Linked DNA regions of Mus musculus: all the other regions are linked to region 3. Evidence: chromatin contacts called from public HiChIP or PLAC-seq data. All regions are on one chromosome and are shown on one strand. Each heading gives the region's core, a stretch centred on a gene start, on an enhancer-like site or on the middle of the called end of the contact. The rest is flanking DNA. Distances are from core to core; before and after follow the strand shown.

Region 1 (3,887 bases), core at 181-2,680, 760 kb before region 3:
CAGTAGGAAGCAACTTAAGAAATGAAGGGTTTATGTTCCCTCATGGTTAGGAAACAGATGCAGTTGTTCATGGTAGGGAAGACATGGTGGTGACAGGAGTCTTAGGCAGCTGGTCATATTGTGCTGACAGCCAGGAAGCAGAGAGAGGGGACAGGAAGTGGAATGGGCTCATGACATCCAGGGACCCTCTCTCAGTTGCTCACTTCCTCCAGAGAGTGTTGGACTTTTCTTTTTGCAGAGATGACTGTATGTTAGTGCTCACCAAAGACCAATGAAGAGACCAGAACCCCAAACCCATACTCAGGCTGTGACTGACGGCTTTTTCCTAGTCCATGCAACTGGGTCCTCCCATGAATGGACCAAATCAGCATTCTTTCCTGGGGGGAGAGGCGTCAACCCTCTCTCCCAGTGCACTGGCGCTTGTGTGCTTTTGCTTTATATAACCTCATTGCTTGTCTGCCCATCATTCCAATCAGTTTAAGTTGCATTTAGGACTTAATGCTGTGTGCAATACTTGGTACTCATTGGTGGGTCACGTGTTGAGTATTTACTCAGAATAGTTGTTTCTCAGAGATACTATAGTAAAATGCTATTATCTTGTTTCTAATACTCTTTCCTGTTTTTTTTTTTTTCCTTTTTCAAGACAAAGTCTCACACTCCAATATGTAGCTCAAATGGCTTGGAATTCAAACAGTTCTCAAACTTGCAGAAATGCTCCCCAACCCCCTCTGCCCCTCTTGAATGCTGGTGTTATGTGCATGAGCCAGCATTCCCGACTGTTTCCAATATTCTTTCTTCTTGAGTGTTACATAGGGCGGAGCTGATCAGGGCATATAACCAGTTATATTCCTGGACCACCACATGACTGTATTCTCAAGGGTTTTATCCATGCGCAACAGTTCAGAACACATATGATCTGGAAAACATAGAATCAGAGGATGTCTCTTACAGACAGCTCCAGAGGTGTAAACTGGGTCAACCCTGCAAAGTTTTGTAGGCCTCTGTTTCTGTACCTGTAGGGAAGAGGGACTGTCCCATTGTCTAGGTGCTTTCAGGACAAGATACTCTTTAAACATATGGCGGAGAAAAGTGGTCTAGATTAGCTTTGTCTCTTGATGCCCTCCCCATCCCAACCTCGGCAAAGGCACCCTGATCATTTCTCCTTCTCTTCGGGCCTGATCATCTCTTCTTGTTTATAGCCGCCACTAATTCGCTCGTGTACTTGCTGGAAAATAGCTAATTAAAACCCACTTCAGCTAACAAGCTGACTGGGACCATGCAAATGTCACTCTGTGCAGCCTGCTCCTTCCCATTTATACTTTACATTATTAGCGTTGTTCTTCCTCTCTGTCATAATGAATGCGACGATGGATGTAGCGTCCTCTTCACAGGTGTGCACGGGTACAACCGCCACCATCCCGGGGAAAGCACCGCTGTCTTACTGCACTTCAGCACGTGGAGTGTTATTAGCCTGACAGTTAATGGGTTTAGCCCGCATTGCTTGATACTGCTGGATTTTTTGAACAGCTTCATCTATCTTTTTGTTTCTATTACAGGGACTAGCCACATTAAGTATATGTGTGTGAGCCATTAGTCCTGACTGCTTGTCTCCTGCATCTCACATGGTGCAGGGTTCTTTCTCTCTCTCTAAAATTAGTATGTATTGTCATCCGTATACTTCAGCGCATTGACTTTTGTTATAATTAGGCTGTCATCATCGCGCTTCCACACATTTGCTAATTTATTGTAGCTAAATTAGACCTAATATTAGCAATTTTGCAGCTGTTCCTTAGATCATACATGGCCATATATTTGTATGCTATTTGGTAATTATATTTTACAGCAAAAAAAAAAAAACCTCGATTTTTCTTTTTTTTTTTGGAGTGGGAGAGAGCAGAAAGATGGAAAGGGAGATTGTATAAAAAGACTAATTCACCTGGGAATGGAAAAGTTGAGGCAAGGATATTGAGAAAAAAATGGATTCTAGAAAGCTGTGTGGAGTAAACTCTAATAAGCATTCGCTGATGTGTACGCTGGGCTGGGCCAGGCAGATTGTGAGCTGGTCATTGACAAGAAGGAGACATGGATGGCCTTGCTGTATTCTGCTGTCTCTGTGAACCTGCTATCCATTGGGATAGATAAAAGTAGAATACCGTGAGGGACTGTTGGGAGGGTTTTCATGAACAGTGCAAAGTCATTGCAAGGGTCTCAGGCCAGCAGTGTGGTTGCTTCCATGGCAATACAGGATCCAGCATACTTGAGTGAATAAGGGGCCCAGATGAAAGAATCTGAGACTGAAAAAGTGTTGGGAACTTTGTGTTGTTTCCGATGATGGAGACCCTGCTCTGTTTCTTCCCAAGGAAAACTTTAGAAGAACTAGGAAAGGGGGCCAGCAATGTGATCCATGTATATATATCCATTTGTTTTGGAATTTTTAAAATGTAATTGGTTTATGATAGTCTAACATGACATAGGTATATAAACTACATGATGCTACGTTGGGTATGATGTATATCACATGATAGTCTCAATAAGACATATTCTCGTAGGACATAAATTACTAGGTATGAAAGCTTAGGATTTTCAGAAAGCCATGTCAGTATTGTCTAGCATATTGTGTTAGTTATTTCATGGGGGCACTTGTGGAATGTGTATGTAGTCTCAGGGTGTGTGAATAATTCACTAGGATAATTCTTCTCAGAAAACATTGATCATTATGGAAAATAGTCTCGGATTTAATGAATCTCAACCCTAAGTACAATGATTTAAAGCAAAATGAAACAAAACTCAGATCGGTTCTCTGATGGTCTTAAAATATAGCCCACATGAGTCTGTCTGTACAGAGGCAGCACTCCAGGAAGTGTGTTAGAGACTGGGTATAGTCATCCCTTATAAGTTCATACTGCCATTCTGCAGTCAGAAGGGATGGCCTTTATCCTTTGCAATGCCTTCTGCTTCTGAATGGCTAGGTTCCAGGGCAAAAAGAAGGTGGTTGATAAAAACAGACCACACAGCCAGAGTTGGAAATTTGAACAATTTGGAGTCTACTTCTTCAAACAGAACCTGATTCTCTAAGTCAATCAAACCCAGATATAATTCATCCACTCAATTTCCTTTAAATCTATTTCTGTCTGACTCCTTAACTGTCTTCTTCCTTGTGACACTTGTCTCTAATTGAGTGACATGCTTGCTTCATGGGGGCCACTGTCACCCTTAATCATATCTTTATTTTGAAATAAAGAAATTTTGACTAGGGAACAAAACACCCATGGAAGGAGTTACAGAGACAAAGTTTGGAGCTGAGATGAAAGGATGGACCATCTAGAGACTGCCATACCCGGGGATCCATCCCATAATCAGCCTCCAAACGCTGACACCATTGCATACACTAGCAAGATTTTGCTGAAAGGACCCTGATATAGCTGTCTCTTGTGAGGCTATGCCGGGGCCTAGCAAACACAGAAGTGGATGCTCAATGTCAGCTATTGGATGGATCACAGGGCCCCCAATGGAGGAGCTAGAGAAAGTATCCAAGGAGCTAAAGGGATCTGCAACCCTATAGGTGGAACAACAATATGAACTAACCAGTACCCCCCAGAGCTCGTGTCTCTAGCTGCATATGTATCAGAAGATGGCCTAGTTGGCCATCAGTGGAAAGAGAGGCCTATTGCTCTTGCAAACTATATATGCCTCAGTACAGGGGAACGCCAGGGCCAAGAAGTGGGAGTGAGTGGGTAGGGGAGTTTGGGGGGAGGGTATGGGGGACTTTTGGGATAGCATTGGAAATGTAAATGATAATAATAATAATAATAATAATAATAATAAAAGAAATTTTGACTTAGTTTTTGCTCTTATTGCTTGCTATAGCAGCTTTGCTGATTTGGTTT
Region 2 (3,709 bases), core at 469-2,968, 950 kb after region 3:
ACTCCCCTCTGAACCACTCCCATAAGTTCTTGTCATAGTACTTGGTTTGGCTTAGATCACTCGCTCCATACTATACTGCCTATTCTGTGAAGACACAACTCTCAGTATCTATCACCACCAAACACACACACTTTCTCTCTCTCTCTCTCTCTCTCTCTCTCTCTCACACACACACACACACACACACACTCACACTCACACTCAGAGGCAACAAAGACTAATGTGTATGGCAGACCCTCAGCTGGTGCACCAGGGCACTGAGCCAAGAATGAACAAGGGATCTGTCGCCCCAGGGCTGCCCATCCAACCCTCTCAGACTTCTGCTTTTCAGTCTCCATCTCCCACTAGAAAAAGGTGGGATGCTTAGAAGTGTCAAAGCGCCAGCAAGTAGACTGCAGAGAGGAAAGCGTATTATTGCCACAATCAAGGCCTGCCTGTGTCCTTCCAGCTAAAAGTTCTCCACCCCCACAACTACCTGTTCTCCTGGAGGTGGGATGTCTCATTTTCCATGGGTATCCTGTCTCTACAATGGGCCCTTGGAGGCCAGCACAGGCGAGATCTGTCCCACACATCCTGATGAACTTACTAGAGGATCTGGGAAACCAGAGGCTGAGGCCAAGGCTCCCATTCTGCTCCTACCACTGACCAGCAGGGTGGTCTGGGGGCACTTACCCAACCTGAGATTTTATCTTCCCATTCCTACACAGACATGAGAATATTCCTTCTGCCCCCAAATGGCTATTCTGAACAAGAGTGTATATTAGGGGCTCTACACATAATGCTCAGAAATTGCAGCTCCAAACAAGAAGGGCCTGGAAGATGGGGTCTCCTCTAACCTGTTCTAGAAGTCACCAGGTTGCAACCTATGAGGTCTTATTTTTGTGCATGCCCAACGCTGACTCCAGTTTAGAGACCCCTGGGATTTCTGGGGTTACCTCATCTCTCTGGGCTATCCCAGGTGAACTCTGCCATATGAAGTACAAGAGACTCCCAGAAAAAAAGTGCATCTGGTAGCTATCACGTTCCCTAGGCTCTAAGGCAGCAGGGGTCCCTCGCTGACTCATCCTCTCATCGGATCTTTTACCGAGAGAACTTAGCACAGCAATGTCACTGTGTCCCTCTGGGATCAGGAATAAAGTGGGTGAGTCCCCAGAGCAAAAGGGTTGGGCTGGGGCAACCAAGCCATCCTGGAGAAGAGGGATCCAGTTGTTGGGTCCGAATTCTCTAGACCCATCTAGAGCGGGAAACACGGGCGTCTCCCTGGTACTACAAGCTACCCAGGTTTGCAGCGCCGGTCCCGCCTCCAAGGGGGTTGTGTGCAAGCGGCGCTCTAAAGTCTCAGCAGACTGGCGAGGAGCACCATTTCCCTCTCTCAGATCCATCCCGTCCCGGGACACCGCCCGTTCCGCAGGCGCAGCCGGTGCAGTGCACCGGGAGAGCGCTCACCTGCTGCTCTTCCTCCTCGACCCGCGACGGCCCCCCACTCAGCACCCGAGACCCCTGGCGCCCCCGGCCCGTCGCGCAGAGCCCGGGACACCCCGCCGCCGCGCGCCTCTTACGCCCGCGTCGCCGGCGCCAGCTGACGCCAAGGTCACACGGCTCCCGTCGCCCTCCTGGACCCGCGCCCACCTGTCATGGCGGAGGACACGGCGCCGCCCCGTCGTCCTCGGCTGTCCGCCGCCCGGCGCGAGGGCTCCGGTGACCGCCGCCCGCAGGCCTGGCCCTAAGCCCCGCCTCTTCCCTATAGGTCCCGCCCAGCGACGACATCTTAGCCCCCAAGCCCCTCCCTCCGATTAGCCACGCCCCTTTCTGTACTTCGCACTGGAGACGCGTCAGCCGTGGGGCGGCTCGGGCTCTAAACAACTTCCCTAACTCTATACTACGCGCAGCAGAGAGCTCGGCCCCTGAGGAGCTTCTCCTGTAGCGACGCCGGGAGTCCCGCTCCAGCTAGCATAAGTGACCTAGCGGAGAAACTCAGTACCCAAGTCCTTGTCTGGACCAGAGAACTCAAGCCACGTCCCGGCTCAAGGCTCGCCCCATTCACAGCCTCTCCAATAGCTACCCGGGTCGGCGTCCCTTCGCCTATGCCCTGCCCCTCCTCCCGGTCTTGTGCCTGCTTTTTGCGGAGGTTAGGAGGTTATTGTGAACTTCTCAGTTCAATTTTCTGCTGCTACGCTCTGGCCACCCCACTCCCATCTCCTGGATGAAGAAACCGAGTCTTAAAAGAGACGAGAATTACCCAAGGTCACATAGGAGGTCAAGTCTGGCATAAAAGGCTGGTGGGAGTTCATTGGCAACCAGGGACCGAACGGAAGTCCACAGGGCCTCGACCGGACAGTGATGAATTGAGACTTAACAGAGAACTTAGTGGGTCCTCGTTCTACCAAGTCCCCCATTTACACAGAGGACAAATGGCTGGCATTGCCGCCTAGTTAAGGAAGTCATGTAGTCTGACCGAGCCTCAATTTTCCTAACTGTAAAATGTGTGGCCTCAGGTGATAAATCTTTCTGCCTCCCAACTTGTTTCCCTTCTGTTGTACATAGGCCTGGCTCTTCAAGCTCTGGTACCAACCACAGGAAGGCCCCAAGCCCAGGCCCAGCTAGGAAATGGAGATCTGCGAGGGTCGGGGAGGCAGGACCCTCACAGCCAGCAATGGCAGCAGGCACCAGATTTTGCTTCTCCGCTGGTGCGGCTAGTCTGGCACACTTTAGAGCTGTAACTTGAGATATTGGAACCAGACCAGGACCAAGACCAGGAATGGAGGCCCCAGGTCTGGATGCACTTCCCGGACAGTCCAGGAACCCCCTGGGTCCCTGAGCCCTCCGTGTCTGTCTCTGTCCTCCCCAGTGCTGCAACCTCTCATCTTGGGAGTGAGAGGCTCGAAAGGAATCTGGAGATTGACTTACAAGGTCACTTAGAGCTCCAAACTCTTGGACCCAGTGGTATTGATCAATACATTCCTGCCCCTTGCTAAAAACTGCAGAAAGCGAGGTTTGCTCAGGTTCCCCACCGGCCAGGCAAATGCAGAGTCAGCAGGCAGCTGTCCTCAGCACTAATCTGTGCCTGCAGAGGGGACAGACAGCATGGACAGACTTTGTTCCAGAGCAGGGTATAGGTACTATGTACCTGACCTACATGTGTGCCTGGGCCAGTCTGGGCTAGATCCAAGGGCTACATCTTGCAGGAACCCTGCACAGACCCCATTGGGACCATTCTGAAGGGCTCCAATTATTGCACACCCATCACTGTGTTCTAGCAGTGGGGTGAGACTGAGGACTTCCTGAATCATGCATTTTTAGGCATCCCTTGCCAGACTCCTCATCAGGAAGGCCAGCATTCCACCTTTGTATCTTCCTCTGAACCTGAGGACCTTACTTGGTCCCATGAGAGAAACTGAGGCCCTCACCCCCTTTAGCAGTCTGAGGTAGCCTCCCAACTGCAGGCTACCTGCTTCTTGGCACTCCAGAGTCTGTGCAACATTTGATCCAAGGACAACACTCAAGTTCACAGAGATTCTACATCCTAGACCATATAGGAGTCCCCTTCCCCCTACCTCAAGCCTGCAGGGAGAGAAGACCTTAGTCTGAGACAGGACAGCTACAGGGACACACGGGGCTACAAAACACACCCAATGTCCACTCCAGGATCTACAAGAGATGCAAGGTAGACCCCAGATCTAGGGATAGGCCCTGGGTATTCCTCCTCTTC
Region 3 (3,856 bases), core at 18-2,517:
TCTCCGGTCGATTTCTGGAGCTCGGAGCCGCCGGGTGCTGCGAGCGCCGGACGCGCAGGAGAGGGGAGCAAAGCAAATTGCGGGCGGGGACCCGGAGCTCGCTCTACCGCTTGTCGCGGTCCTCTCGCGCAGGAAGCGCGCGATGAAGGCGGTGAGCCCGGTGCGCCCCTCGGGCCGCAAGGCGCCGTCGGGCTGCGGCGGCGGGGAGCTGGCGCTACGCTGCCTGGCGGAGCACGGCCACAGCCTGGGTGGCTCGGCAGCCGCCGCCGCCGCTGCGGCGGCCGCGCGCTGCAAGGCGGCCGAGGCGGCGGCCGATGAGCCGGCGCTGTGCCTGCAGTGCGATATGAACGACTGCTACAGTCGCCTGCGGAGGCTCGTGCCTACCATCCCGCCCAACAAGAAAGTCAGCAAAGTGGAGATCCTGCAGCACGTTATCGACTACATCCTGGACCTGCAGCTGGCGCTGGAGACTCACCCTGCTTTGCTGAGACAGCCGCCACCGCCCGCGCCACCTCTCCACCCGGCCGGGGCTTGTCCGGTCGCGCCGCCGCGGACCCCACTCACCGCGCTCAACACTGACCCGGTGAGAAGCCTTGGCGGGGCACCCTGGGCATCGCGGGAAAGGTGGCGGGGCGGCGAGATACGGGTGGTCTTGCTCCTCTCAGGGAATGACAGCCGCTTCTCCCGTCTCCACCGAGAGCCGCCTGCTGGGCTTGGTGATCCACTGGTCCCTGAGCCGAGGGCGGTTGGGACTTGGAGCCCTGCGTCTCCGGAGTGTCCCTTGCATCACAGGAGGCTTCCCCAGCTTCGGGCTCGGGTGGGGACTCTGCTCGCCTGCCTAGTTTTCCAGGACGTCTCCTGGGTGGTGGCGACACTGTGATATGCGCACTCTAACCGTTTTTCCCCTTGGTGTTGGGTTGCTGTTCCAGGCCGGCGCCGTGAACAAGCAGGGTGACAGCATTCTCTGCCGCTGAGCTGCGATGGATGGCCAGGTGAGCGCTCAGGTCCCCGAATGGTTAGTGGGCTACCATGCTCGCACCTCCCCAGGGGCTGCCGGTGCCAGGCACTGCTGCGATCTTTGTCCCCTAGCATTTCGAAGCGTAAAAGCCCCGGGGACACCCATACCTCTCTGCCACCCAGTTAGCGAGACAGTCCACTTAGCTTTCCAACTCGGGGGGGGGGGATCACTCTCTGCGGAGCCTCATCAGCTGTGGTCCCCGCCGCCCTCGTTCCTCTGCCTGTGACCGACAGGCTCTGCTGGTCTCCTCTACCTCTGAGAGGACACCCTCGTGACCGTAGAAACTATCCCAGTGTCCCAAGATCTCCCAATCCTCCTCCCTCCCCTTCATGCCCAGCTGAGCGGCCTGACATCCACAAAGAGGGATGTGGGCAGAGCGCCCCGAACGTTGTCCATTGGCCTTCCCCAGCCCGCATTTGCCTCCTGGGCACTTGGCTGAGCTTCGGGCTGCGGGTGTTGCCTGACCCGGCGGTTTGTTTTGGGTTGTTGATCATGCATGTCTTGAGTTTGGTCGGTGGCGCCAGTTAGTCTGCAGCGAGAAGGTTCACACACCCCCTCTATTCATTCCTCTTCCACAGGTGTGCGGCCGCCTGAGCACCAGCGAGCCAGGAGCCCTAGGAAGGGAGGGCCAGAGCAGAAATTAAGAGAAACAAGCCACCGGAGGAAAGGGGGGGAAATCTTCAGCAAATCTAGAAACGTCGTCTCGTCTTGTCATTCCAAGAGAGAGAGAGAGAGAGAGAGAGAAGGGGAAAAATAAAACTTAAATTCACTTTTACTTTTTTTGCACGTTCACGAGCATTCACCGTACGTATTCTCTTTCGTTTCTTCTTTTATGACCGCTGTGAATTGTACGTTTCTGTGGTTATTTTTATCACCCTTTTGAAGGTGCAGTTAAACTTCGAAGCTTAAGTGTTGTCGACCAGACTGCTAAGTAGAAGAGCAATCGTGAATCCAACCTTAGAGGCTACATTGTGACAAGGGAACTGTTTTTGTTTTTGAAGCTTTACTAATATACCAGAGCACTGTAGATATGTTGTTTTACATCTATTGTTTAAAATAGATGATTATAACAGGGCGGGGAACTTTTTCTCTGCAAGAATGTTACATATTGTATAGATAAGTGAGTGACATTTCATACCCTGTATATATAGAGATGTTCTATAAGTGTGAGAAAGTATATGCGCTTTAATAGACTACTGTAATTATAAGATATTTTTAATTAAATATTTTTTGTAAATATTATGTGTCTGTTTTTTTAAAATCGATGGGAATATTTCTTTTGGAAAATTATTTTTCAGCTCCCTTGCAGAGCTTTTGCTATCTGGATGTTTTCTGTTTGGCCAGGCTGTTGATTTGGTTTTTTTGTTTTGTTTTGCCCAGTATCCAGTTTCTGAGGCTCAGAGGTAACAGCTCTCTGGTACTGGTCTTGCATGATTGCATGAGGTGTTCAATCACAAAATAAACCAGTTACGAGTCCTTTCAAATGTGCTTTCTTTAACCTAGATGGAAACCTTTGTATTTGACGTGTACATGGTAAAAACCTACCTTCTCGGGTTTTAAGTACAGGGTTTTATAGTGTAATATATAAAGAATTAAGTGTGTGGGGTTTTTATTATTATTATTCTTTTTGAACTGAGGTCAAAAATAGATTCTGAGTGAATTCGCATATAGGATGGAGAAATGCTTGGACCTTTAAGAAGTCTACAGAACTGCTGTCTTTTCAAAGTGAAAATGCTCGCCCTTCATTTTACACTAAAGCATAATGTCATGAAGTTTCATATCTGTACAGATTATTTAAATCATAGAAATGAAAAATGTTCTCTGCTTGCTACCAAAGGACAAACTCTTGGAAACGGACATTTTCTGCCCTCTTCCCTCCAAAGAATATTAATAGGCATCAGTAGGAGAAAAAAAAAAGAAAAAAAAAACATACTGGAAAATCCTTCAAGCAGGGATAAAAGTCGATCTTCAAATATTAACTTAAGTAGACCAAAAATTCTGATGACCACATCTAGATTATTTTTCTATAAAAAAATGATTTTCACTATAGCGATGTCAGTCACCACTAAGCTACTGTCCAATTCCATGTGATGTGTAACTTTTACATGTGAAAATTAAAAGTAGATTTATCTGTCTTGTACTGTGACTTCTGATGTGATTTCTTAACGCTATAGGATTGACTAAGGACCCTTCTTCCCTTCCGGGAAAAATCATATATTCTAGGTGAGCTGAGAACTCCAGGGTTTATGAACATCACACATTTAATGTAATGGGTATTTTACATACCAGTTAGATGGAATTTTTAAGAGTGGGAGAATTAAGTGGGATTTAATTGGGTGCTTTGTAAATAGTGAACTGTGTGTAAACGTGCTCTGTTTGATTTTTAAAAGGAAAAGGATTTGTTTCAGATTATACAAGAATAAAAGTATTATAGACCCAAGGGACTTTTTATGAAGTCAAAGTCAAATATTTATGGGGATCTGAAATGTCACAGTTCCTAGCTGTCAGCTAGGGGGGATAACTCAACGAAAAGGGTCAAAATGAGTGCGAGGTTAAAAATTCATGGAGGGTTTCTATAAAACCTGTGCGATTCTGTCCACCTCCCACCCCAGGGCTTGCCCCTCATCTCCTTCCCTGGTCTCCAGTCTATTTAGAATTTGGTGTTGAACCTTATAAAGTCAAAGGGCCGCTTTTGGATGAGGTTTGTGCTTGGTTGTTTTATATTGCTCATACTACTCGTGCATCAGGAAGAAAGCACTAGATCACTGATGGAATTCCGGATCTCAAGGATTCTAAGGACTGCATTCTTTGTTATTAAAAAGGGCACTTTTTGCCTTT
Region 4 (3,511 bases), core at 473-2,972, 830 kb before region 3:
CAGAGTAGGAGGTCCCTTGGAGATGATGTTAGAGGTGGTTGTGAGCTGCCTGATGTGGTATTAGGGATCAAACTTGAGTCCCGTGGAAGAGCCAAGTTCTCTCACCCCTTCTCCATCTCTCCAGCCTCCTCGCCTTTTAAACTGGGAGAGAAATGAAGGATAATGAAGGAAAAATGAAGGAAAAATATTTTCTCTTCAATGCCATGGTATTTATATTCTTTGTAAGTCTATTTCAGGGACCAGAAAAAAAAAATCTGTATTCATCTTTTTTTTCCCTTTACATTGATAGCCACACCATTAAAAATTAAGCAGGGAATTTTTGTTGGTGCTATTATGTTGCTGAATCATGAGAGGTTGAAACCTTCCTCACCTGATGCGGGGCTCCAGGTAGATGCCTCTAAAGGAAGCATCCGGATATGTTCTAAATGCTCCAGCGATCTCGTTGGCATTGGCCTTAAGGGTATGAGAATGATATTCCTTCGACTTTGCGCAAGAAGAAGCAACTATAGTATTAGAATTCTACACTCTTACACACTTAAAATACATTTTCAAATGCTATATTCATCCCTTAGTCATGATTGTGTTAAATTTTTGCAAATCCACTCTCAGCTGGCATAAGTTTCCATATGGTTTTTATTTCTACAGCATGTGTCTGAAAAACCGAAGAGGTATTTGTGTTGTGCGTGTGTCTGATGCTACACCTCTGACGTTTCTGAAGTAAGGAAGCATTGATTGTGGCAAGCCACCCAGGGACAGCGGGGTCAGTGTTCTTCCTTAGGCTTCCCAGGGATTTCCTTTTGTCTCTCCTCAGTTAGCAACAGGATATGTTCTTAGCGTGGACACTGCAGGCAGAAGCAGCGACCCCTCCCACCTTACCTCCTACTTCACACCCTGGAGCCATAAACGAAAGGTGGCACAAATATGTTGAACCCCAGAATTTTCTCGGAAAGAGCACAAGTTTACAGTTGTAGGAGCAGAAGAAGGAGGAAGCATGGCGGATCGTGAACACAGGGTGCTTGGAGATAAGAGGCTAGCCCCCACCCCCAGTCTAATGGGTAATAGAGTCATTAATTCTGCTGATTAACTCGGCCTTGGGGTTCATGGAAATGACATCTACTTCCTTTTGTTTCTTTTAAACGCAAACTGTGGAATGAGGGAAACTGAAAAGAAAAAAAAAAAACCTTAAGCTAATTAGAGAGAAGCCAGGAGAAAAGAAGCAGAGAGAAAATACAGACAGTCGGAGAGGTTGGAGCATTAATGAGACTTGTTTAGGGGAAAGAACGTGACAGGCTCCTCAAAAGTATTATTGTCAAATGTGTCAGCGTTTCATAGATGGCTAGATCTACCTTTTAGCTTCATGCTGATAGTTAATGATTTGAGACTATAAAAAGATTGAAAGGTAAAAGGGAAAATGTCAGACTCAACTGGATTTTAATGAGCTTATTATTATTTTTCTCTGAAGGAAACCGGCCTTGGGAAGTCTGAAACGTTCCTTGGCTTTCTATCCTTTGCTGTCTGTATTTCCATCTCTTTCTAAGATGAGGTTGGCAGAAGGGTGGTGGGAGGCTGCTGTCAAAGGCCTGAGCTCAAAGATCCAGGGCACTGGGCCCTTTACTTCCCCGAGAGGATGAAGGGTGGCTGTGGGGGAAAAGTGGGACCTTGGATGACAACAATGAGGAGAGCTGGCTGGCGAGGGCAGCAAGAGCACTTGTTTGTGTTCTCGGTGACGTGCTGAGTGGAAGCCATCTTCACACTGTGGGATGTCACAAAGAAACCCTGAGTGACGATGCAGGTTTGTTCGTCAGAATAGCTGCTCCGCTGATTGCTGGGTATGCCGGCCAGAGGACAGTATATATGCTGATGGCTGCTTATTAGTCACATTACAAGAGACATTAGAGCAGACAAGGATTCGCAGACCAAGGAGAGGAGCCGCTTTCTGGGCTCTGTACTCAGCAGGATAGCCCTGTCATTAAATTTGGTAGTGCCAATTTAACTTGAAAAAAAAAAGTGAGAAGAAACTTTGAAAATGAATTCTGTAACCTCATTTTTACCTTAATAAGAACTGTCAGGATTTTACTCTCTGGGCTCTCGGGGTTTTGTGTTCATAGGCTGAGCACATAGAAGGCTCACATCTTTCCAGAAGAATCGAATGCTAGTGGGGAAATCAGAGGCAGACTTCAAGGCTTTTTTTTTTTTTTCGTATGATTTTCTTGTCATTTCCAACACATTAAGTTCTACTGACAATGCCTAGGTGCAGATTATTAATCAGGGTCAAGCCAACAGCCTTCCTAATGAGTTTCTGATGATTCCTTTATGAAATAAGTCACCCAGTTTACTGATTTGCAAAGCAAAAAAGGCTGCATACGGATCAGCGAACTGCAGTCTCTGACATTCCATCAGAGATTATCATCTAGCATCCACCCATGCAACCCATGACCCACCTCTGAACGCTCTATGCACACATACATGGGCCCGCCATATACAAAGGTGTGTGCTTTGCTCCATTTGTGTCTATGGAGATTAGAAACATACAGTCTGACCTTAAGTTCGAGAAGATACTCAAATGTTTTCTAATTTCGAGTTTCAGGACACATTAGAATGCTAATCAATGATTAGTTAGATAACTGTGCTCTGAAGGAAGTGGAGTCACGGAGGTTTAAACCGAATTGGAAAGAGGAGAATACATTTCAGAGCCTTTCTGGTTTGGGCTTAAGGAATTCTGTGCACAGTATCTTCCTTCAAGACCGTCGCAGGCTGTGGACAGGAAGGATGCTCAGCAGTGAATGACAAGCAAGTGGAGCCCTGCAAATTCCTAGACACACTGGAAAAGAAGAGCGTGGAGGGATTGCCGTTAGAGTGCTTGCCTTGTGTGGGGGAAGCTCTGAGCTCAGCCTGGGCACCACATAGGAGAGGATGTGGTGGTGTGACCCTGTAATCTGAGCAGTCAGGGGAAGGTGCATAGGAAATCAGAAGGTCAAGGTCATCCCCTGCCTTGTAGCAAGTTTGAGGCTATCCTGGGCTATTTGAGGCCTGTGTGGAGGGAATAGAGGCGAGTTCATACAGTGGTCTTAGGGGAGAGCTTCTCTTGTTTCATGCTCTAGAGTTCTCCCTCTACTGGTGGGCACCTTGTTACACAATAGACACCAGAGCAGAAGTTTCATCTACTTCATCTTCAGGGTAGAGCCTGTGACTGATGATGGAGGACATATTTATGGAATGAGAGATCCTCACTCTGAGGACTTCTCAGTTGACCATGCAATGTGTGAAATTGCTTCTCTTGCACCAACACCTATACATCACTCCCAGATTCCATACATCTGAAAAGGCACATGTTATCCTCAGGACAGGAGGCTTGATCTCTGACTTCTAGGAAACATGTTGAAAGAAGGGTGGCCCTCTCTTGCATCCTCCTCTGAGCTTGTCCCCACTTAGCTTTAAAATACGCACTCGATGAACTTAACAGAATCAGCACCCGGAATCAAACTCTATGTGTTCCCTGAGGCAGGCCAGG
Region 5 (3,668 bases), core at 548-3,047, 870 kb before region 3:
GTTTTTTAAAAAAATATTTTTCCTGGCTTCTATGAGCATGAATCTCACATTCCCATTGACTCGCTTTGGTAGAATTCCCCATGGTAGAGAAGCCATTTTTTTTTTCACCAGGAAAACTCTCATATGCTAGCCATGAACATCTCACTTGTAGACACACTGGCACATTGTCTTCTTGCCCTTTATCTGTGGGATGGGGCTGTTACGACAGTGAAGCTGGAATTTGGCAACTATGGGTTGTGGATCCACCATCTCACAGATGAAGTTTCTGTCAAGTCCCTGTTATGGAGATGATAGAAAAGTCTGATTAAACTTTAAAGAAGACGGGAAAAGAAGACAAAAGAGGAGTGAAGTGGACCTAGCATCCATCCTATGTTCACATGACAAATAGCCACATCATGTTCCCACCCTGAATGGAATAAAACGACTGTCTCCACATATATATTTGGCCTAGAAAATACAACAGCTATTCAGATGAATGTATTCTTAAATTATTTGTCGACAAGAATCCAAAGAGAAGTGGCGGTACTTTCTGGTGCTAATTTTTCATTTTAATCGTTTGAGACATTTTTATTTCACATCTCTGTCTTTCGATGGAGGACCTATGTCACGATTGTCCTCATCGAAGGCACTTGAAAGCAGGGGTTCCCTTTGCACGGCAAAGAGCGGAGGAAGTTCTAAGCATTGTCTCGGATGTGATGCAGTCAGGTGGGGGCAAAAGTGATGTCTCAGCAGAAATTTTGCTGCTCTCTCTGATGAGTGCAGACATCTAAAGGAAGTGAAGGGAGACAGAACACCATATAAAGCAGCGGTTTCTTTAGAAGTAGTCCCAAGGGGGAAAAAAAGTTTTGCTCATGTATAGTTCCCACAGCCTTAGAAAGTCAGTGCCTGAGGTTTTTTTTTTTCTCCTTGCTCCTTCTATGCACAGGCAATTATCTTGAGATGGATTTTATAGCAAATGTTAGGCTCAAAACTGAGAGTAATTCATGAGAATGCATTTATTCAGTGACTCGTTAAAACACATTCACATTTCCACTAAGCTATACAGCTTGGATTTTCTATGTGAACTGCTTGGCACATGTATATGTGTATTTATCTGCTGTGAGATACGTATATTGAATTCTTATGTGGCTTTGGTTTCTTTTAAAATGTCAGTCTAACTTGGCCATTTGTTATCTCAGTAGAATTTCTTTCCTTTACTTCGTTTTCCCTTACCCTCCTACAGGCAGGGAAATTTTTCCTTTCAGAACCTACATTTGCCTAAATGGGACATTGTGCTTTGCAGAACATGGTGGGCAGCTGTTCATGGTCCCCTTGGCCTCCGGCCTTTCAATATCTTGGTTTCTGTACCATTCTAATGTCTGGTGCATATTTTAAAATTGAACTTTTTTATGTTGTGGTGTTAAATCTGTGTGCATGCCTGTGTATTGCTGGTGTGAATGGTGCCTGCAGAGGCCGGAAGAGGGAACTGTAGTGGGACTGGAACTACAGGTGGTTGTGAGTTGCCATTCAGATGCTCGGAATCAAACCTGAGTCCTCTGGAAAAGTAGCCAGTGCTCCCAACCACTGAGCCACCTTTCCAGCCCCTCTATTGTATTCTAATATTACACTGACTCTCTGACTCTCTTTGATTGTAGTCATGGTAGAATTTGGTAAATAGCTTCTCTCTGTCGTAGGCTGAATTGTTTTTCCATGAAAGATATGGATAGTTCTGTGAATGTACAATAGGGTCTCTGTCGCTATGAGTGGAGGTGAGGTCACCCTGGCTTAGGGTCACCCTCAAGTGTTAAGTGATTTGTCAGCAGCTACTGCTTAGGAGTGAAGGGACAGCCAGTCTTTACTTGCCTCTGTTTGCTTCTGTGCAAGGGTAGCCTGGCCCAGGAGAGTGACCTCTGCCCTTGGAGTCATGGAGACCTAGTGACAGATCATTGTACAGATGTATAACTTAGGAATGTCTTAATGTTTCTAGACGTCAGTTTCCTCAGTGGCCAAGAGACAATATGCATGTCCTTCTCCAGATGTGTGTGAGGCAGGACAGAACATCACCCTGTGTCCCCAGAGGAGCTGGCTAAAGGAATGGCTGCCACGTTCACTCCCCTTTTACTTCCCCTCTCTGCTTCTGCAGCCAGTGAAATGTCTGAGTTGGTCACATGGTGTGAGGATGACCGCTGGTGCTGCTGGTGTCTCATAAGGGACAATGAGGACACCCTAGGGCCGATGGACACCACCGAGGAGCCTTTCACTGTGGCACTGAGACTCTCAGAGCAGCCATTGTGTGATAAGGCTTGCTGTCAGCACCTGCAGGTGTGAGATGTGGGTTTCTATCCCTCTTCTCTGTTTACAATCAGTACCCAAGTCTCCCAGGTGCACTGAAGCAAGAGCCCCCTCGAGCCAGAACTTAAACCTGACTTAAATATCCATCTTTATTTTGGCTTTATCATATGCAGCTTGTGGCATCTGGAAATTTATCTTCACAGACTTAGGCTTTCTGAGAGTTTATTTTGAATATCAAATAAGGTGCTTCTCTCTCTCTCTCTCTCTCTCTCTCTCTCTCTCTCTCTGTGTGTGTGTGTGTGTGTGTATACATACACTGATAAGTCCCAATATATACAGTGACCTCAGGAGCTTTTACTTTATGGTAGTGTGAAAATTATTCACATTCAATAGAAACTGAACTGTGAAGTTTGATCTTCTCCTCAGTGCGACACTGAGTACAACACCAGGAAGTGGCAGTATGAGTCAGTCCCATCTTTCAGACAGCTTCCCTGGGTTTGTGACAAACAAATGACTCTGTAGTGTGTTGTGTTCCTGAGACAGGCTGGCTGGAGTCAGATCCAGTGTATTATATGCATATTTTAGCTTGGGGTATTTGTATAGTTATTATTATTAATATTATTTACTTTTCTGAAGATCTTGTATGCATATAGTATATTATGATAGTCACTCCCATCACCCTCTTACCTCCTCCTGCTGACTCCTCCTTTCTCTACTAACCCCCCTTCTACTCTCATGTCTCCTTTGTTGTTTTAGGACTGGCTGAGTATAGTTATGGAGGCTTGCAGAAAGATGGGTGTGTATGTGAGTATGCGTGCGTACAGTGTGTTACGTGCTGGAGCAAGGGCAACTTACCAGTGGCTGCATCACTAAAGTAAATGGCACCAACTCCATTGGCAACCATGAACTGTCTCCTCAGGGAGGGGTAATGTTTCATGAAACCTTCCCCATCTATGATGGAACATTGAAGGGTCAATCTTGTGTGCGTCTTATGCAGGTTAACCATGGCGGCTGTGTGTCCGTGATCACAATGACCGTGCGGTATCCAGAAGAGAGCATCTCATGGCCCTCCTTCCTGTTCTTCACCTCTTAGATTCTTTCTTCCAACTTTTCGGTTACATTCTCTGGGGCTTGGAGGGTGGATGTAGGGCAGAGCACTCAGTATTCATTTATTCACATCGACCATTTATGGGTTTCTGCATTTGCGGCTGCCCACTGCAAGTGGAAGCTTCTCTGAGCAAGAATTAATCAGAATAGTTCTGATAAGGGTTGGGGAAAGATGCCAGTTGTAGAGTGCTTGCTTAGCATGTGTAAGAACCTGGGTTTAGATCTCAGCAACACACATATAGCCAGACACACAGGGACACACAGGGACACACAGGGACACACACACACAC
Region 6 (3,854 bases), core at 1,281-3,780, 990 kb before region 3:
TTAAGAATGCCCAATTCAAGCAGGCTTGAAATGCAGGCTGATTAGAAAACTCTGAGTCTAAAGGGAACCCCAAGCAGGCTTGACTCGGTCACTTGAAGTTAGCCCTGCCCCTAGTTTCTGCTGTTCGGGTACTCTTTTCGGCCAAGTTCATTATCAGACTCCTCCCCGTGGGACTCATGCTAAAGTTTTTTGCTTGGGAATGGTATGGTGGGGAGCGTGAGAATGACTGACATCTCTCCTAGTGGAGATGGAGGACCAGGGTGAAGTTAGACAAGTCACTCAAGCACCTGGACCTCTTGACTAAGAACACACATTACAGAAAAAGGAGCGTCTTTGCAGATGGGTCTGGTTAGGGAAACATATTCATCACAGACATGAAAAGAGAAAGGATGCCTTCACGCAGGAGCTTGGCTGAGGTGGCTCGCTCACTTGAGCACCAAGACTGCTAACGTGGGGTTGGTGTGATGGCTCAGGGGGTAAAGACACTTGACTTGCAAGCCTGCTGCCCTGAGTTTGATTCCTGGGAACGCCATAAAAGTGTGAGGGAGAGCTGGGCAATGGTGGCACACACCTTTAATCTCGGGAGGCAGAGGCAGGTGGATGTCTGAGTTCTAGGCCAGACTGGTCTACAGAGTGAGTTTCAGGACAGCCAGAGCTACACAGCGAAACCCTGTCTTGAAAACCTAAAACCAAAAAAAAAAAAAAAAGTGTAAGGGCAAGAGACAACTCCACAATGTTGTCCTCTGAGTTCCTTCCTGTGAACACTGTGACACCTCCCACACACTATGCATATACACAATAATAATAGATTTCAGTTTTAAAAAAAAGAATTCCAGCCCTTAAAATTTGACCCTCCTTTCTTGGCTGTAAACCTAGTCTTTCTAGTAATCTTAGAAAACAAAAAGAAATACAAAAATAACTCTATTTACTGCAAAAGACATTCCCTGAAATCCCTGGGTCACCCTCGCAGCTCCTGGTTTTACCTTCTCTCAGTGCAAGCCCATCTGAATGGCCTCTGCAGCTACCCCATAATCTCACTCATCGAAGAAGGGAAAGAAAAGGAAAATAACATTTTTAGCAGCCCTGTGAGATCCTGTGAACATCCACCAGCAAAATTGTGTACAGGTGGAGTGGAGAAGCCCACACCCACACATGGGTAAGTCTTCTTTTTCCAAAACTCGTTCTCTTGACACCTGCGCTCAAAGTCCAAGTTAAAGGTAGCTTTTGACAAATGACAGCTTTTCTTTGAGAAGCCTACACTCATGTTCTTCAGTGTGCGTAGCCATCTATCTGTCTATCTATCTGTCTATCTGTCTATCTATCTATCTATCTATCTATCTATCTATCTACTTATCTATCTATCTACCTACCTACTTTTCTATCTATCTATCTATCTATCTATCTATCTATCTATCTATCTATCTATCTATCTTTCTATGTATTTATCTATCTATTGTGTGCCCTTCTTTCTGTAGATTGCCTAAGTCTGAACTCTGATTAATACTGGCTTTCCTTTGAAAATCTTTTCTGTATTGAAGCAATGGATCCAGTTTTACTGTCTTGAAGTCCTTGAAAGATTACGGAAGCTCCTTGGGCTGCTTTGGGTTACAGCACACAGGTGATTCTGTCCCAGCTAAAACTCACAATAAAGCACCTACTTTTTTTTTTCCCCAGTTGGCCTGGCTGGAGAAGAGGGAGTCAGGGTGTGTAGACAGATCGTGAAGTCACCCGGGGGATCTGATTTTATCTCTAGGCTGAAAGGAGCATCGCTGAAGATTTTTGAGCTCTGTGCAGAGGAGACTTAAAATTGAGAAGAAAATTACGCTGATAGGCTTGTGGAAAGCGATACTGGAAAGGAAGCCTCATACAAGTCTTATACAATCCGCTGGAGGGTGAAGGGGAAGCACAGGAGGCATTCACATCGAGTGAGTCACCTGGGCAGGGAAAGTTTGAGTGGCTCACACGGGCTTCACTGGGGGAGAACTTGCTGGGGCCATAAACCTTATATTTGCTTTCCAGGATATGTTCGTGGGAGTCTAGGGTACCTAGTGCAAGCTTTCCAACTATGTGGATAAAGAGAGCCCAGGTAAGGGTGATAGACCCCAGACCCTCTCTCTTGGTTGCTCAAGTCAAGGCCGGTCTATATAAAAATCTTTGACCCATTTACACTCGAGGTTTGACTATAAGAAAAGCCCCGGGTGGGAGATGGGATTTAGCTCCTCTCTTGGAGTTCCTGGGCTGCTCCTTGCCTCCAGAGCCGCTGGGCGGAACGCACATGTAGGAAAACTGTCCCCTGTATGCAATCTCCTTTGGCTCCTCTCACAAAGGTAACGCGTTCTGAAGCATCAAAGCCACAGCGAGCCCTGAAAAGAAAGCTTCTCTTCTGTTGGTAGAGTCTAAGGGGGTGTTACCCTATGCAAATGCCTCAGGCGTCCTGCCGCGAGGGTTTGAGCATCCTGCCCCTCTGTGTCTCAGACAGGCCTCACAAAGGGCATTCTTTAAATCCAGGGGTTGGGGAGCAGGATAAAGGGAGCGTCTCCATTGTTCTGACCGTGGGAATAAGCATATGCCAGGGACATTGTCCGGGCCACTGCAGAGGGGGCTCCAGGACACGAAATTGGTTAATTGCTTGGTGCAGCCTGCAAGGGGTCACAGGAAGGTTGGATAGCAGTGAGGGGCACAGGGTTTGTAGGACACTGCTTCCCTCTGTAGAGTCTCAGCTCAGCACGCTTCCCTGGTCTGCATTGAAAGAATTGTGGTTGGGAATTGGATAGAATGTAGACTTTAATTATTATTTTAATTGTACACATTTACAGAGCGCCATGTGGCAAAACATGTATACAGTATGCAATGCTTAGCTAATATAGTTAAGATTTCCATCTCAAACTTTACAAGTTTTTTCATTAACATAATTTGTTGATTAATTATAATACATATTTGTGGGGCACAGTGTTAAGTTTTTTATTTTTATTTTTTTATTTTTTTTTTTTTTAGCCAAGGGTATGTTAGTAGAGCCCCGGTATGGTGAGGTGGGAGGAATTACCTCAGCAGGCCCACACTGGGGACCCCCCCCCCCATACCAGCCATAGGACTGGTATAGTATAGAATAGAGTTTATTTAGGGGAATGGGGAGGGGGGAATTGAGGAGGGAGTAGAAGTAGAGAGAAAAAGAGAGGGGACAGAGAAGAACACACACACACACACACACACACACACACACACACACACACACACTGAGGATGCCGACCAGGAACACATGGAGAGAGGGGGGAAGGGAAGGGGAGAGAGGGAGAAAGGGGTTAGGAAGAGCTAAATGCGGGTCAGGGAGTCAGAGAGAGTAAGAGAGGGAAGAGGCCTAACAGTCCCTTTTATAGCAAGCCAGGCCTACCTGGCTGTTGCTAGGTAACTGTTGGGTGGAGCCTAGAAGGAATGCCAACATATATAGTGCAATTTCAATATGCATTATGCAGTATGTATTGATAAAATCAGGAAAACCCACATGCGTATCTTTAGAATTTCTTTTTATTTGGAAGTGCCTTTCTCCAGTTATTTATTAAATATGTAACAGATGATTGTGAAACCAGCGTTGTGCAAAACATTAGAAATTATTCCTGTGTATTGCATGTGTACATCTGTGAGTGTGCGTGTGTGTAGAACAGAAGTTGATATCTGGTAACTTCCTCTATTGCTCTCTACCTTGAGTATGTATGTATGTATGTACGTATGTATGTATGTATGTATGCATGTATTTGAGATTGAGTCTCACTATGTAGTCAAGGCTGGCCTCCGCCTCACAGAGAGCTGCCTGGCTCTGCCTCCCGCATCCTGAGATTAAAGGCGTGTGCCACCGTACC

Evidence for each region. HiChIP or PLAC-seq counts read pairs in DNA pulled down with a chosen protein or histone mark.
Region 1: an H3K4me3 HiChIP or PLAC-seq map of embryonic basal ganglia shows a contact between it and region 3, with 4 times the contacts expected there. The contact joins the enhancer-like site here to the promoter of A330033J07Rik in region 3. A contact is called at or near these places in 7 of 39 promoter capture datasets (the 3T3-L1 cell line, cranial neural crest, frontonasal cranial neural crest and 4 more) and 5 of 115 datasets of contacts at active chromatin or transcription factors (embryonic basal ganglia, embryonic forebrain, embryonic limb bud and 2 more).
Region 2: a contact with region 3 is called in an H3K4me3 HiChIP or PLAC-seq map of embryonic stem cells, with 6 read pairs. The contact joins the promoter of Card19 here to the promoter of A330033J07Rik in region 3. A contact is called at or near these places in 1 of 39 promoter capture datasets (cranial neural crest) and 1 of 115 datasets of contacts at active chromatin or transcription factors (embryonic stem cells).
Region 4: an H3K4me3 HiChIP or PLAC-seq map of embryonic forebrain shows a contact between it and region 3, with 7 times the contacts expected there. The contact joins the enhancer-like site here to the promoter of A330033J07Rik in region 3. A contact is called at or near these places in 3 of 39 promoter capture datasets (the 3T3-L1 cell line, liver and second pharyngeal arch cranial neural crest), 9 of 115 datasets of contacts at active chromatin or transcription factors (the NIH/3T3 cell line, astrocytes, embryonic basal ganglia and 6 more) and 1 of 9 other capture datasets (adipose tissue).
Region 5: a contact with region 3 is called in an H3K4me3 HiChIP or PLAC-seq map of embryonic midbrain, with 5 times the contacts expected there. The contact joins the enhancer-like site here to the promoter of A330033J07Rik in region 3. A contact is called at or near these places in 2 of 39 promoter capture datasets (cranial neural crest and liver) and 9 of 115 datasets of contacts at active chromatin or transcription factors (the NIH/3T3 cell line, craniofacial prominence, embryonic basal ganglia and 6 more).
Region 6: a contact with region 3 is called in an H3K4me3 HiChIP or PLAC-seq map of embryonic forebrain, with 6 times the contacts expected there. The contact joins the enhancer-like site here to the promoter of A330033J07Rik in region 3. A contact is called at or near these places in 3 of 39 promoter capture datasets (cranial neural crest, embryonic stem cells and liver) and 7 of 115 datasets of contacts at active chromatin or transcription factors (astrocytes, craniofacial prominence, differentiating embryonic stem cells and 4 more).

The regions. Positions count from the first base shown.
Region 1 is chr13:47,504,166-47,508,052 of GRCm38.p6, forward strand. No RefSeq gene overlaps it. Among named protein-coding and RNA genes, the nearest start is that of Gm40936, 45 kb to the left of the region's middle. Within about 2 kb of position 1,431, at least 4 of the 459 cell types and tissues checked have an H3K27ac peak or open chromatin away from gene starts, as enhancers often do. A contact at or near this core is called in embryonic basal ganglia, where this site is marked.
Region 2 is chr13:49,214,308-49,218,016 of GRCm38.p6, forward strand. It overlaps Card19 (caspase recruitment domain family, member 19), which reads right to left and starts at 1,719. Exons shown (of 6, transcript NM_026738.2): 1 at 1,630-1,719. The coding sequence starts at 1,636.
Region 3 is chr13:48,261,356-48,265,211 of GRCm38.p6, forward strand. It overlaps A330033J07Rik (RIKEN cDNA A330033J07 gene), which reads right to left and starts at 1,268. Exons shown (of 3, transcript NR_102303.1): 1 at 565-1,268. Id4 (inhibitor of DNA binding 4) reads left to right here. Exons shown (of 3, transcript NM_031166.3): 1 at 1-583; 2 at 930-992; 3 at 1,597-3,856. The coding sequence starts at 143. The coding sequence ends at 974.
Region 4 is chr13:47,428,894-47,432,404 of GRCm38.p6, forward strand. No RefSeq gene overlaps it. Among named protein-coding and RNA genes, the nearest start is that of Gm35733, 8.0 kb to the right of the region's middle. Within about 2 kb of position 1,723, at least 5 of the 459 cell types and tissues checked have an H3K27ac peak or open chromatin away from gene starts, as enhancers often do. A contact at or near this core is called in embryonic forebrain, where this site is marked.
Region 5 is chr13:47,389,029-47,392,696 of GRCm38.p6, forward strand. No RefSeq gene overlaps it. Among named protein-coding and RNA genes, the nearest start is that of Gm35733, 48 kb to the right of the region's middle. Within about 2 kb of position 1,798, at least 2 of the 459 cell types and tissues checked have an H3K27ac peak or open chromatin away from gene starts, as enhancers often do.
Region 6 is chr13:47,271,156-47,275,009 of GRCm38.p6, forward strand. No RefSeq gene overlaps it. Among named protein-coding and RNA genes, the nearest start is that of Gm52039, 36 kb to the left of the region's middle. Within about 2 kb of position 2,531, at least 83 of the 459 cell types and tissues checked have an H3K27ac peak or open chromatin away from gene starts, as enhancers often do. A contact at or near this core is called in differentiating embryonic stem cells, where this site is marked.